Regions from separate parts of the Mus musculus genome. Here regions 2, 3 and 4 are each linked to region 1. The links are chromatin contacts, called in public ChIA-PET and HiChIP or PLAC-seq maps. All regions are on one chromosome and are shown on one strand. Each heading gives the region's core, a stretch centred on a gene start, on an enhancer-like site or on the middle of the called end of the contact. The rest is flanking DNA. Distances are from core to core; before and after follow the strand shown.

Region 1 (3,094 bases), core at 267-2,766:
AAGACAAGAGTTTCTCTGTGTAACAGAGCCCTGGCTGTCCTGGTCTCACTTTGTAGGCCAGGCTTGCCTTGAATTAACAGAGATCTGCCTGCCTCTGTCTCCTGAGTGCTGGGATTAAAGGCATGCACTTCCATGCCTGGCTGCTTTTTAAAACAATAAGTTTAGTTGTATAGATTTTCTTTTCCTGGGGTTAGGAAAGGAGACAGTGGGTTTAAGGATCTTGGTCAGTGTTTATGAGTTGTAAAGTTTGAACAAGAGCTGAGGATGTAGTTCTGTTGGTAGAGCTTTTGCCTAGCATGCATGGTCCTCGCTTCTGTCTTTACCACCACACCATACAATCCAAGACGGTGCTACATGACTGCAGTCAGGATACTCAAAAGGAGGCAAGAGGATCAGAATTCCAGTTCGCTCTTCTCACCACAAGGCGTGTGAGGCTGGCTTATGAACCCTATCTCAAGAACAAAACCAAGGGCTTGAGAGATGGCTCAGTGGTTAAGAGTGCTCTTCCAAAGGTTCTGAGTTCAAATGCCAGCAATCACAAGGTGGCTCACAACCATCTGTAATGGGATCTGATGCCCTTTTCTGGTATACTCATATACATAAAATAAATATACTCATACACATTCTAGTGTAATCATATACATAAAATGAATAAATAAATCTAAAAAAAAACCCATTTGAATGAAAACTCAAAGAGGTTTTTAAATACAATTGTGACCATGCATATCTAGGGTCTTTGCCATATAGGACTACATATGCCCCAAGATATTTATGAATGTAGCCCAATACATCTGTGGATGTGAATGTCATGTAACAATTTCAAAATGTTCATCAGTTTGTTTTTGTTTTTTGTTGTTGTTGTTTTTTGTTTGTTTGGTTGTTTTTTTTCTTCCGAGACAGGGTTTTTCTGTGTAGCCCTGGCTGTCCTGGAACTCACTTTGTAGACCAGGCTGGCCTCGAACTCAGAAATCTGCCTGCCTCTGCCTCCCGAGTGCTGGGATTAAAGGTGTGTGCCACCACGCTCGGCTCATCAGCTCTTCTTGAGTCTACAAAATACTCTTATTATTTTTACTTTTAATTCTTTAAACAATACTTGTTAATTTTATTTCATGTGCATGAGTGTTTCGTCAGCATGTAAATCTGTTTGTGCAGCACGTGCATGCCTGGTGTCAGTCGAGGCCAGAAGCAGGTACAGGATCCCTTTGGACTGAAATCACAAATGGTTGTGAACTGCTATGCAGGTGCTGGAAATCGAACATAGGTCTTGTGAAAGCGCAGCGGGTAGTCTTAACTGCACAGTTATCCCTCTAGCCCCAACAGAATTTTAAAAAAAATATTACTAAACCACCTTGAAGAAGAGCGTATGCCACACTAAGATCTTTCTGTCTGGAGGAAAAAGGTCTTCCCACCTTCCAGCAGGCCCTTTGTAGGCGGGCCCGCTTCGGGGCCCCACCCACCACCCACCGAGGCCCCGCCCACGGCCACTCAGTGCCCTCCTCCTAGCTCCCTTCTTCCCGACAGCCTTCGCGCGGGGCCTGACGCTCCGCTCCGCAAGATGGCGGCGGACAGTGAGGTGAGTTCTGCGCCCTGGGTGCCTCTGTCACAGAGTTCTGCCGCCGACGTCAGTGGCCCGCAGCTTACTGTCTGTGCTCTTCTCTGTCCCCGCAGCCCGAGTCCGAAGTGTTTGAGATCACAGACTTCACCACAGCCTCGGAGTGGGAGAGGTGAGTAGTGTGTTTGGTCCTGTCTGGCCCCGGGCGGCATCACACAGGTGACGCTGGTTCGGAGGGAGACGCCCACGCTTCGTCTCTTCTTCCGCGCCACGGCAACTTTGGCTTTTTCCGCATCAATCATACAGACAGGTCAGACCAACCTTCAGACTCCGCCTTTAAAACAAGTTGTGTTGACTTCCAGATCACTTCCCTGGCACAGAAAACCATTTCCGAGGTCGTCCCCGGGTCTTATGCTTTCATGTCAATTTGCCTCAGTTGTCATCAAAGCCGTCAGCTAAGCAGCTGCTGTGTTTTCTTCCTGTGTTTATTGGAAGAGACTTTTAGCGTACCGATGACTGTTCATCTGTCATCCTCTTACCATCGTTATCCTGTCTTCGAGAAATTAAAAAATTAAAATTCTACTATTTCATACTTATAAATAGTATGTTTACATACGTCTTTGGAATGTTTTGATTCACAGCGTTACATTTTAAACTTGGTCCTGTGCCCAGACTTCCCGAGCTTGTCAAATTCAGATGAACAACTGCATTAAGGCGAACATGTTTTATCACCTGAGTGAGTTGAAAACTAAGTTTGTTGGCTTGATAGCTAGCTATTGAGGTTATTGTTGCAGTGCTTGTAGGCTTTACAAATGTGTGGCTCTCATATCAGTTGGTGGCATAGGAAGATATAAAAGATCTTTGAAATAGTAGTTTGACTTGTGTTCCCATCCCCACACTTCATCGAGTCAGTAAGACTTAACACACTAGCAAGACTTTATGAGGAAGTACTGTGTGCCCTGAACTATCCTAAGATCAGGGAAATCTATATACCTTTTAAAAACTCCAACAAATAGTTAAAATGTAAGCCAGTTGGTACTAACTACAAAGAACTAGTTAAGTAGGGAAAACGTGGACTACAAAATTGTTGGAGACATTTTTGTAGGGAAAAGATAGGAAATGCCTGCTTTGAAATTGGGGAGGGAAATGGAAGCTGGGTGACGTGGCACCTGTGTATAATAGTGACTACTGGCAAGGCTGAGGCGGATCACTTGAGCTAAGGAATTAAGACCAGCCTGAGCAATCTAAGAGGTACTGCCTTAAGAAAGGAAAGGGAAAATGGTTCAGGGTTTGGTTAAACATGAGAAGGGACTGACATTTCGAGACAAGTAAGTGAGGAATTATCACTGGGAAATAAATAAAAATGATACAGTGAGATCAGTTTCCAAAGCCAAGGCAGAGGCGTCGAGAGTTGGTGCACTTGACTAAAAACTCTCCAACTTGACTGTGCATCAGAACCTGCTGGTCTCGGTTCTCAGTGTTTCCCATTAGGTTTTAGGTCCAATCCCCAAATTTGCTTTTCTAACATGGTCCCAGGTAATA
Region 2 (3,094 bases), core at 162-2,661, 120 kb after region 1:
CAAAGCAAAGGGGGGGACAGTTTAAATATGGGGAAATTCTTAGCTCATCAAGACAGAACAAATGAGGAGAACTGTTTTGAAGACAACACTGAAGTGTGTCCCAGTGGCCATTTGATAGAACAGATGGCGTGACATGAACTGCAGACGTAGTCAAAGTGAAAGGCTGACAGGAGTGTGTCAGCTGGGAGGGAAGCAATCACAGACGAGAGATGGCGGAGCAAGGGCAGCCTGTCAGCCTTCTTGAGCTGCACAGAACTGGAGCACAGCAGGACTCCACAGCGGGGAATACAAAACAAGGGGAGAGGGTGACAAAGGCAGTGCAGGGATCACTAGGTGACACTCTTGTCATTGGCACTGGTAGGGTGGTGGGTGTTGTGACACACTTGCTTTTACTGGATTGTGAAAACCAACAGAGAGGGAGCAGCAGGGGGTGGGGCTGCCTGCTGCAGCTCTGCAGCACCTGTGATCTCTCTCCACTGCACAGAACCTGAAAGCCAAGGCAGGGGCGGAGCCACTGCAACTGTTTGGCCAGTGCCCAGCTGAGACAGGGGGATATCTCCATCCCAGTAGATCCGGAAGGCAGGGCTACTGCTCTCTGTGGCCTGGAGGACAGTATAGGGCCAAAGAGGATTAATAGCAGGCTTTGATATTACTCAGCTTGCCCTGTGAGGTTTAAGAATTGTCTGAGACGAGCGAGCCCTTTGTTCTTTCCTTTTTCTTCCTCTTGGAGTGTGAATGAGTATTTTAGATATCTCACCCTCAGCTGTAGTTTAGAAGTCTATAATGTAGTTGGCCTCTCAGAGTCACAACTGGGGAGGAACTTCATCTCCAGGATGAGTCCCATCCACATCTGATTTAGATAATATTTAGATTAGATATTGGAGTTTGGTAGAATGAATGAGTGCAGTTTGTGCATAGAAGCTCATGAATTTTATGGGGACAGATAATGGTTGGTTTTACATCTTGACAAACCTAGAATTACCAGGGTAGGGTGGCTGAGTAGATCAGGTTGGCCTGTGGGCATGCATTTGAGGCTTGTTTTCAAATTGGGTGGTACTATTCATGGGCTGGGCTCTGAATGGTACAAAAGTGAAAAACCGGGGCTCAAGAGTAAGCATGTGTTCATTTCTCTCCGTTCTTGACTGTGGATCTGACTGGATTAGCTGCTTCATGTCCCTGCTTGCTGTCCCCTCAGTGACTGAAGGTAACCTGGAGTTATAAGCTGAATAAGCCAGCCCTCTTTTATTAAATCAGAGCAATAGAAATAAAACTAGGACAAGACAGAATAAAATGTAATAGACTAAAAATGTATGACTCTCCAAAATTCATTTACTGAAACCTAATGACTGATGCGAAGGTGTTAGGAGGAGACGATTAGTCATGACTAGAGCGACCTGGGAGGAAAGGGTTATTTTGACTTACACTTCCATTATCACTGTTCATCATCAAAGGAAGTCAGGACAGGAAATCAAATAGGGCAGAAACCTGGAGGCAGGAGCTGATGCAGAGGCCATGGAGGGTGCTGCTTACTGGCTTGCTCTCCATGGCTTGTTCAGCCTGCTTCTTTATAGAACCCAGGACCACAGCCCAGAGATGGTCCTCTCGCATCAATAACAAAGTAAGAAAATGCCCTACAGGCCTGCCTACAGCAGGCCTTATGGAAGCATTTTCCCAATTGAGGCTCCCTCCTCTCTGATGACTAACTAGCTTGTGTCAAGCTGACATAAACCTAGCCAGCACAATACCTCACAAATGAGATCACTGTCCTTATAAAAGAAGAGCATGAGGACCCAAGAGGAAGTCCTGCCCAACTTGACCATGCTGGCTCCATGATGGCACATCGCATCCTCTAGAACCCAGAGGAACATGATTCCATTTATTATGCGCCACCATGGTAATGGTATTTGTTATAGCATCCCTAATGACTAAGAAATCCTGCTCTTACTCAGGCCTCTTCTATAAGCATCCTTCAGTGTTGGGAAAAAGAGGCAGCTGAGGAAAGGGTACAGGCTGTCTTCTGTTCACATTAGTTCAAAATGCAAGAATCTTTTTGGAAAAGACTCAGTGCTTCTTAAGTTAGGCTCCAGGGATCCTAGCCTTGTTTCTGGAGTGGTGAGAGTGGTCGTGAAAGCTCTTATGAAACATGTGTGAGCTGTGAGCAAGGCAGAGTTCAGTCTCAGCATATGAGAAAACTAGGAAGAATAAAATAGCAACAGAAAAGGGGCCTTCACGGTAGCTAGAGATGGCCTGGGAGTTAAAAATTATTGCAGAAGACCCAAGGTTGGTTCCTTGGACCCACAGGCCCTGTAACTCCAGCTCAAGGGGACCTGAGGCCTTTGTCTGGCCTTTATGGACACCTGCACTCACATGTACAACTCCCGTGTAGACATACATACACAAAGCTAAAAAAAAAAAAATCAAGCTTTGCTTTAAAAAAGGAAAAGAAAAAGGGCTTGGAAAAAACCAGCCCGCTTGGAAACTGGTGCCATGGTACAGTAGAGGATGGCAGGAAATGAAGTACTAACTGAGTCCTTTATGATCTTAATCTCTACTGTGTTATCTTGGTAGACTTAGGTAGCCTTTGCTTGCACACATCAAAACTCAGCCTCCTAATTCATGCAGTGTACAGACTACAATAAAGACGGGGTTAAAACTCAAGCCCTACCTTTCGATTCAGCATTGCCCACATTAGGCTGTCCAGAGTACCATTTGCAATAAGGTAGTGAATATTCACAGAACTGCACTGTCCGATTCGGTGAGCTCGGTCTTCTGCTTGTTTGATATGTCCAGGGTCCCAGTACAACTCAGCAAAGACAACGTGACTCGCAGCAGTAAACGTTAAACCCTAAGCAAAACAAAGGGAGTGAGATACAAATAAGCTGAACATGAGACATGCATGTAGCATGAGACTCCCATGTAAGAAAGCCTTCCTAAACACATTATAAGAAGAGAAAACAAGCATTCTAGTCAGCTTTAATTGTCAACTTGATAGCTTAGTGTCATGAGAGAAGGAAGTGGACAACTGAGGGACTGCTCAGGTCAGCCTGGCCTGGGTATGTCTGTGGTATGTCTGTGGGGGATCACCTTGATTGTT
Region 3 (3,094 bases), core at 426-2,925, 85 kb after region 1:
TCCTGATCCTCCTGCCTCCAGCTCTCCAGGGCTGGATTACTGGCATGCACCACCATGCCTGGCTTTTGTGGTGCTAGGGATGGAAGCCAGGGCCTTGTACGTACTTCAGTTAACAAGACCCATTAGCCAGAAGCAAAGCCAAAAAGCAAGGTTAGTACATTTAGAGACTTTCCCAGAACTGTGGACTTTGATGGATTAGGTCTTTGTGTTCATTTTGGCAGGTGGTGCTGTTTACAAGCTGAGTTTACAGCCTGAATGGTACTATCATCATGGAGTCAGTTGTGCTAAGGTCTGGGGGGCCTGTTACAAAACAATCAGGCATAACTGACATCTAAGAACTCTCTCCTGAGAATTCCCACTACAGTGAATGAGGAGCAAGCCCCACTGACTGACCTACTTACACCAAAGTCTGCCAAGAAGACCACATGCTGGAGGGGAGGGGCCGTGGGCTGGGCCTGCATTTCTTGCCTGCGAACCATGATGATTGGTTACTGGAAATAAGGTGGAAAATTGCAAAAAGGCAGGTGTGCAGAGCAGGAAAGAGGCCAGACAGTGCAGGATCTGCTTTATAAGAGAGACAGCTCCACCTGACGTCACGCAATAGGTCAGTTATAGACTTGATGACACTCTGCAAGGATAGCTCACAGTGCATAAGGCTTCTACAAATAAGGTGTGACCTGGTAGCTGCTAACTAACATTAAGCATTTGACGTGGTTTGCATCCCAGTGTACACACATGGGCGCCTCTGGGGATGGAATTCCTCCTTGGATCTGAGAGTGATGCTTTTTTGATTGTCACTCTTCCTGCAGGGGACGTTGCTGGAATGGCTTCGCCCTTTCCTGTCATTATCCCTATTTTCTTTTTAAAAGGTTACTTAAATATTTTTTTCAAATTTATTATATTCATCTTTGTATGGGTGTTTTGCCTGCATGTGTAGCTATGGATAATTCGTGTGCTAGTGTCCAAGGCCAGAAGAGGGACAGTTCTGAGCTTCCACGTGGGTCCTGGGACCCAAACCCTGGCGCTTGAGAAGGACAGTTCGTGCTCTTCCCACCGAGCCACCTCTCCAGTCCATCATTAGCACGTGTCTCATTAATGTTACCATTGGGTTTGACCTACATTTAACCTTCTGGTTGTTTTTATGTGGTGAATTTTATCACTATTAGTCTTGTGTGTATGTGTGTATGGAGAACATGCACATGGAGGCCAGATGTCACTAAACCAGAAGCTTACCTCTTCCCTGGACCGTTGGCCTGGGAGCCCCAGGGATCCTTCTGTTTCTGGCTACTCGGTGCTGGGGTCACAGGTGCCACCACACCTAGGTTTTCACACAGGTTCTGTGGCTCAGACTTAAGCTATTATGCTGTGTGGCCAGCAGCTCATCAACTGAGCCACCTCCCAACCCCACTGTCACTTTATTGTGGAAACGGGGTCTTACCACATGGCCTTGCCTGACCTAGAACTCACTCTGTAGACCAGGCTGGCCCCAGACTCATAAAGATCCGCCTGCCTCTGCCTCCTGAATGCTGGAACTAAAGGCGTGCGCCACCACGATTTGTTGGCCATCCTTCTTTTTAAGAGGTAACAGAAATAAACCTAATAAAATAGGATATGGAGAAGGAGAGATGGTCCCGTGGTTAGCAACTCAGTCTGCAGCATCTGTCAGAGCTGCTGTGTGGCAGGCCTGGGAGCTACACCACCTCTGTGGGCAACTGCGCATCTCCCCCGGCCCCACAGGGATACACGTACCCATAATTTAAAAATATTTTTAAAAAATTACAAGGTTTATTGAAAGAACAGAACAAAACAAATCACTACCAGGATTTTAAAACCAGGAAACGAGGACCAGGAGACAAAATCTGTTTTGACAATTAGCCTGATTTTATACATTAAAAACAAAACAAACCATGACAGGAAACAAGGGAGCAAACAGGAAAACAGAAGCGAGGCTGTGCGGCACTGTGGTCTCTCACTTGTTCTCATGGTTACTCAGAGCACAGCAGTTGTACACAGACACCATGTGAGCTTACAATCAGTTCATTAACAAAAGCATCTCTTCAATGAAGAGGACTGGCCCAGAAATCAAGCAAGGAGGCTGCACCCCAAACATGCGCCTGAGCTGTAATCATTCCTTACTAATCATGGCTTGTCTCCAAAATGTCCCTGATTGTTCTGGAATGTTCCCTTTATACTACACAGTCCAGAAGCAATGGTGATCAAGAGCTGTCAGGTTTGCGTGAATATATTTGTCCCACACTATCCATGCCCAATGCAGTGATTAAGGTGTAGAAGGGGAAAAAAAGCGGAACAAAATCTTGCTGAAACATAATTGACAATCTTCATGAGTCAGGAAGACCCCAGAATCTTCCCATCATCCCTCAGTTTCTGTTAAGTATGTAACACTAAGAGAGCTTAGCAAAAATCTAAATTTCAGTTATTGACTTATATTTAAAAACTTCCTATTCTTAAAATACTAGACATACATGAAGATGAATTGTGACAACTGCTTCTGCCTGCAGGCCATCTGCTTCTGTTTATATCTCGCCTTACTTCTTCACCAGAAACCGGGTGATGTCTGATCCGTGCTTTGTTGCCAGAGAGAGTCGTCTCACCTGACTTCTTTCCTTGGCTTGCTGGGCAGTTCTCTAGGAGGAAGCAGATACATAGCTTAGGTTAGGGAGAAAGCTTTCTGCTGAAGCCTGGAAAAAGGCACATTATCCATATATGCAGTGCTTACCCACAGGAAATGTCCTGAGAGCCTAGGTTTACCAGTCTCAGTTATAGGAAAACATTCTTTTGGGGCAGAGACTGAAGGAATGACCATCTAGAGACTGCTCCACCTGGGGATCCATCCCATAAACAACCACCAAAACCAGACACTATTGCAGATGCCAAGAAGAGCTTGCTGACAGGAGCCTGGTATAGCTCTCTCCTGAGAGGCTCTGCCAGTGCCTGGCAAATACAGAAGTGGATGCTCACAGCCATCCATTGGACAGAGCACATGGTCCCCAATGAAGGAGCTAGAGAAAGTACCCAAAGTCTGAAGGGGTTTACAGCCCCATAGGAGGAACAACAGTATGAACTAACCAGTACT
Region 4 (3,094 bases), core at 369-2,868, 72 kb before region 1:
TCTTTTCAAGCAAAGATTTTTTTTTTTAATGTTAAAGAGATAATACATAAACTTCAGCCATGATAAAAATTATTTGATGATTTGAACATAAGCCCAGATGAATTAAAATCTTAAATTTTAGATCAAATTGTCCTTGTTTAAATAATTGTCTATTTTCCTATTGAGAAATGAGAAACTAGTTACTGTTTATTCTGGAGGGTAATACATATGTCAGCAATAAGAAGCTTTAATGTTGGCTTTGGAATCCTCTTAATACTGACGAGTGTAGTAGACATTTATGATTGTATGGCGAGCCGCATTGCTCAGGCAAGTACTGTAGTGGTAAGTAGTTGGGAAAAAAAGTGCTTTTCATTTCAGGTTTTGAGATCACCATTGAACACCCACACACAGATGTGGTGAAATGCACCCAGTTAGTAAGAGGTGAGTGGTCCCTCAACCATCTGGGATGAGTGGTGTGCTTTCTTTCCTCTAGGACTGGTATGGATATTGTGGATTCTAGCCTTATGTTGGGTTTTATTAAAAAGTGCAAATGTCATTTTGAAATAGTGTTCAGTATCTTAGTCATCTACTTCTGTCTGTTTTTTCCAAGTACATTTGGTTGCATTTGTGTGGTAATGGAGAAAACTAACAACTCTCATGCCGTTAGACCTTCTATGAGCAAGAGCCCTTCCCACGGGCTGCCAGTGTTGCTTTTCTAGTTCCCATCTGGATTGCTTATGGTGCATCGCAGCTTCTGGGATCTGCTTCTGTGCTTTTGGTCCTTTTGAAAACAAAAATCAGTGGTTTTGGTCTCTCACAGGGGTTTTGGAGAGAGAGAGAGAGAGATCACATACTTAGTATTTATCTTAACAGTCTCAGTCATTCTAAATTGAATTCATTTTACTTCTAGATAGCATTTTATTTTGAAAAAAAAAAAAAAAAAAAAAAAAAACAGCTTTGGAAAGCAAGCCCAGAGGCTTCAAGCCAGCATCTTTGCTAACAAAGTAGAGTTCTAAGACTAGGAACACACATTACCAGAGAATCACTTTGCAAAATACAATATTTTAATTATGGTTCCTATTCTTCACAAGCATATAAATATACTTTGTAGCACAGTTGCTTCCCTAGTTACAGTAAAGTATCAAATCAAATAGCAATTAGCTGTACGTGTTAAGAAAAGCATATAGGCTGGTCTCATTGAAAGAAAAGCATATAGGCTGGTCTCATTGAAAGAAAAGCATATAGGCTGGTCTCATTGAAAGAAAAGCATATGGGCTGGTCTTATTGAAAGCTTCAAAGAGTAAACCAGTCTGTGCAAGTTAGCAAACCACATAATTTGCTCTAAATCAAGAGCCTAAAGAACAATGAAGAAAGACATTAGTGTGTGTTTAACAAAGATATTACTTACTAAGGTACTGCCTTTAAATAAGGCTGGATTTTAAACAGATACTTTACAGATTTGATGTATTCCCACAAAGTTTTGGGGTTTTTTGTTTGTTAGTTTTGTTTTGATGTTCTATTAAAGTCTGATATCCTGAACCTTGAGTGCAGGATACTGTGTGTGTGTGTGTGTGTGTATGTGTGTGTGTGTGTGTGCGCATGCATGTGTGTTTGTTCCTTCATTCGTTCCTCTGACTCAGCTTTGAGGTGGCTGTACTTCCTCCCTTTAAAGATTTTCTTTTATCTTCACTGTCTTTGTTCTCTTTGCTCTGTTACAACTTTGAACTAACAAGAACACTTTACATTCCTTCCTGTATTGAATTTAGATACGTTCCTTAGGAAACATGATACCACAATTGAGTTTTTATTATTGTATGGAGGTTTTGGTTGGGTGGTGGTGGTGGGTAGATATGATTTGTGCGAAACCCTCACTTCCCACTCCAGATGAGACAGTTGCTACTTTGCTGCACAATTGACTGATGTCATTTTACCAGGGACCTTTCACTCTGATCTCTCCTTCCCTCCCCACCAGGAAAGAATACCATACTTAAGTCACACTGCCTCCAAGACCTCTGGTGCTCTGACAGTCTTCCTTAGCACAGCTCTGCCAGACCCAATCCCTTTTGTTAAACCTTCCCTTGATGATCACATGGGGCAGCAGGGATCACAGGTGCCAAGAGTGAAAACTAGGAGGGGAAAGAGTTTGGGGCCTTGAGGGTGGGGCTTGGGGCTGCCAGGCTAGTGATTTTTGATCAGAAGGGGTGGGGGCTGGTCAGGTCTCTGTGGGAAGAGCATGGGGTAGGGGAAGGGAAACCGTTTAGTATCTTATGGAACTAGTTAAAAACTGCTTTCCTGTTGGGGACCAGTGTCGGAAGCACTCCTCCTAGAATAATCCTCTTTCTAGGTTTTATCTCTAATGGAGTCGATAAGTTAAAAAATTAGTACAGTGGAGTTTCCTATACTCTGTTAATATCTAATAACAATATATAATAACATGATAAAGAACTGAGATTATGTTCTTAGAAGTTTGGGGTGGGGGTTGTTTTGCTCAATTTTGAAGGAAATATTTAAGCCAGCCTAAATATAATGACAGGATTAAGTTTGGCGGGCTACTCTTCATATTTGGTATTAGACTTCAAAAATCTTTTTCTTCTTCTTCTTTTTGTTTTTTGTTGTTTGTTTTTTTGTTGTTTTTTTTTTTTTTTTTAATCCAGGAGAATGCTTTATTTCAACTTTTAGCTGACTAGATGCTTAACTTAGTAACAAGTTTAGCCCTTGTAACTGGCTAGCTAAAAGCAAATCGGCTTGTTTCTCAGATCTATGGGGGATAGCAAGAAACATTTGAGTGAATGTTGTTGAAGATTTTCAGTAGTATAGAAAATGATGGCGCTCTTGTGATATTTGTAAGTAGTAAGTAAAATTTACTTTTTGTGTACAAATCTTTGATGTTGTATTGAGAGTTTTTGTGATGTTGACATGTTGAAGCTGATGATATTGTCTTCGTTCTTCTTTCTTTTCTTACAGCAAGCAAGGATTTGGCACAGACATCCTATTTCATGGCTACCAACAGGTTGTTATCCTGACCCTCTTTGTTGCACTGTTGTAGCACACTATAGCTTCCTTTAATGCAGGGCCCCCTCGACGTGTCTCTTGCCCTTGTTGCAACAGGAGACTG

The links. ChIA-PET counts read pairs in DNA pulled down with a chosen protein or histone mark. HiChIP or PLAC-seq counts read pairs in DNA pulled down with a chosen protein or histone mark.
Region 2: an H3K4me3 HiChIP or PLAC-seq map of bone marrow-derived macrophages shows a contact between it and region 1, with 2.5 times the contacts expected there. The contact joins the enhancer-like site here to the promoter of Rab3gap1 in region 1. A contact is called at or near these places in 2 of 39 promoter capture datasets (embryonic stem cells and liver), 1 of 484 Hi-C or Micro-C datasets (nephron progenitors), 2 of 115 datasets of contacts at active chromatin or transcription factors (bone marrow-derived macrophages and memory CD8 T cells) and 3 of 9 other capture datasets (adipose tissue, liver and pancreatic islet).
Region 3: an RNA polymerase II ChIA-PET map of memory CD8 T cells shows a contact between it and region 1, with 93 read pairs. The contact joins the enhancer-like site here to the promoter of Rab3gap1 in region 1. A contact is called at or near these places in 2 of 484 Hi-C or Micro-C datasets (the MNK3 cell line and nephron progenitors), 4 of 115 datasets of contacts at active chromatin or transcription factors (double positive thymocytes, effector CD8 T cells, embryonic stem cells and 1 more) and 3 of 9 other capture datasets (adipose tissue, liver and pancreatic islet).
Region 4: an RNA polymerase II ChIA-PET map of memory CD8 T cells shows a contact between it and region 1, with 211 read pairs. The contact joins the enhancer-like site here to the promoter of Rab3gap1 in region 1. A contact is called at or near these places in 1 of 15 datasets of contacts at CTCF or cohesin (the NIH/3T3 cell line), 3 of 115 datasets of contacts at active chromatin or transcription factors (the SCID.adh cell line, embryonic stem cells and memory CD8 T cells) and 3 of 9 other capture datasets (adipose tissue, liver and pancreatic islet).

What each region holds. Positions count from the first base shown.
Region 1 is chr1:127,867,257-127,870,350 of GRCm38.p6, forward strand. It overlaps Rab3gap1 (RAB3 GTPase activating protein subunit 1), which reads left to right and starts at 1,517. Exons shown (of 24, transcript NM_178690.4): 1 at 1,517-1,573; 2 at 1,669-1,724. The coding sequence starts at 1,556.
Region 2 is chr1:127,990,135-127,993,228 of GRCm38.p6, forward strand. It overlaps Zranb3 (zinc finger, RAN-binding domain containing 3), which reads right to left. Exons shown (of 21, transcript NM_027678.3): 11 at 2,666-2,845. Among named protein-coding and RNA genes, the nearest start is that of Gm28800, 31 kb to the left of the region's middle. Within about 2 kb of position 1,412, at least 82 of the 459 cell types and tissues checked have an H3K27ac peak or open chromatin away from gene starts, as enhancers often do. A contact at or near this core is called in bone marrow-derived macrophages, liver and pancreatic islet, where this site is marked.
Region 3 is chr1:127,952,421-127,955,514 of GRCm38.p6, forward strand. Zranb3 (zinc finger, RAN-binding domain containing 3) reads right to left here. Exons shown (of 21, transcript NM_027678.3): 21 at 1,759-2,645. The coding sequence ends at 2,547. Among named protein-coding and RNA genes, the nearest start is that of Gm28800, 6.9 kb to the right of the region's middle. Within about 2 kb of position 1,676, at least 10 of the 459 cell types and tissues checked have an H3K27ac peak or open chromatin away from gene starts, as enhancers often do. A contact at or near this core is called in the MNK3 cell line, effector CD8 T cells and memory CD8 T cells, where this site is marked.
Region 4 is chr1:127,794,898-127,797,991 of GRCm38.p6, forward strand. Ccnt2 (cyclin T2) reads left to right here. Exons shown (of 9, transcript NM_028399.1): 5 at 358-420; 6 at 2,944-2,989. Among named protein-coding and RNA genes, the nearest start is that of Ccnt2, 22 kb to the left of the region's middle. Within about 2 kb of position 1,619, at least 40 of the 459 cell types and tissues checked have an H3K27ac peak or open chromatin away from gene starts, as enhancers often do. A contact at or near this core is called in the SCID.adh cell line and memory CD8 T cells, where this site is marked.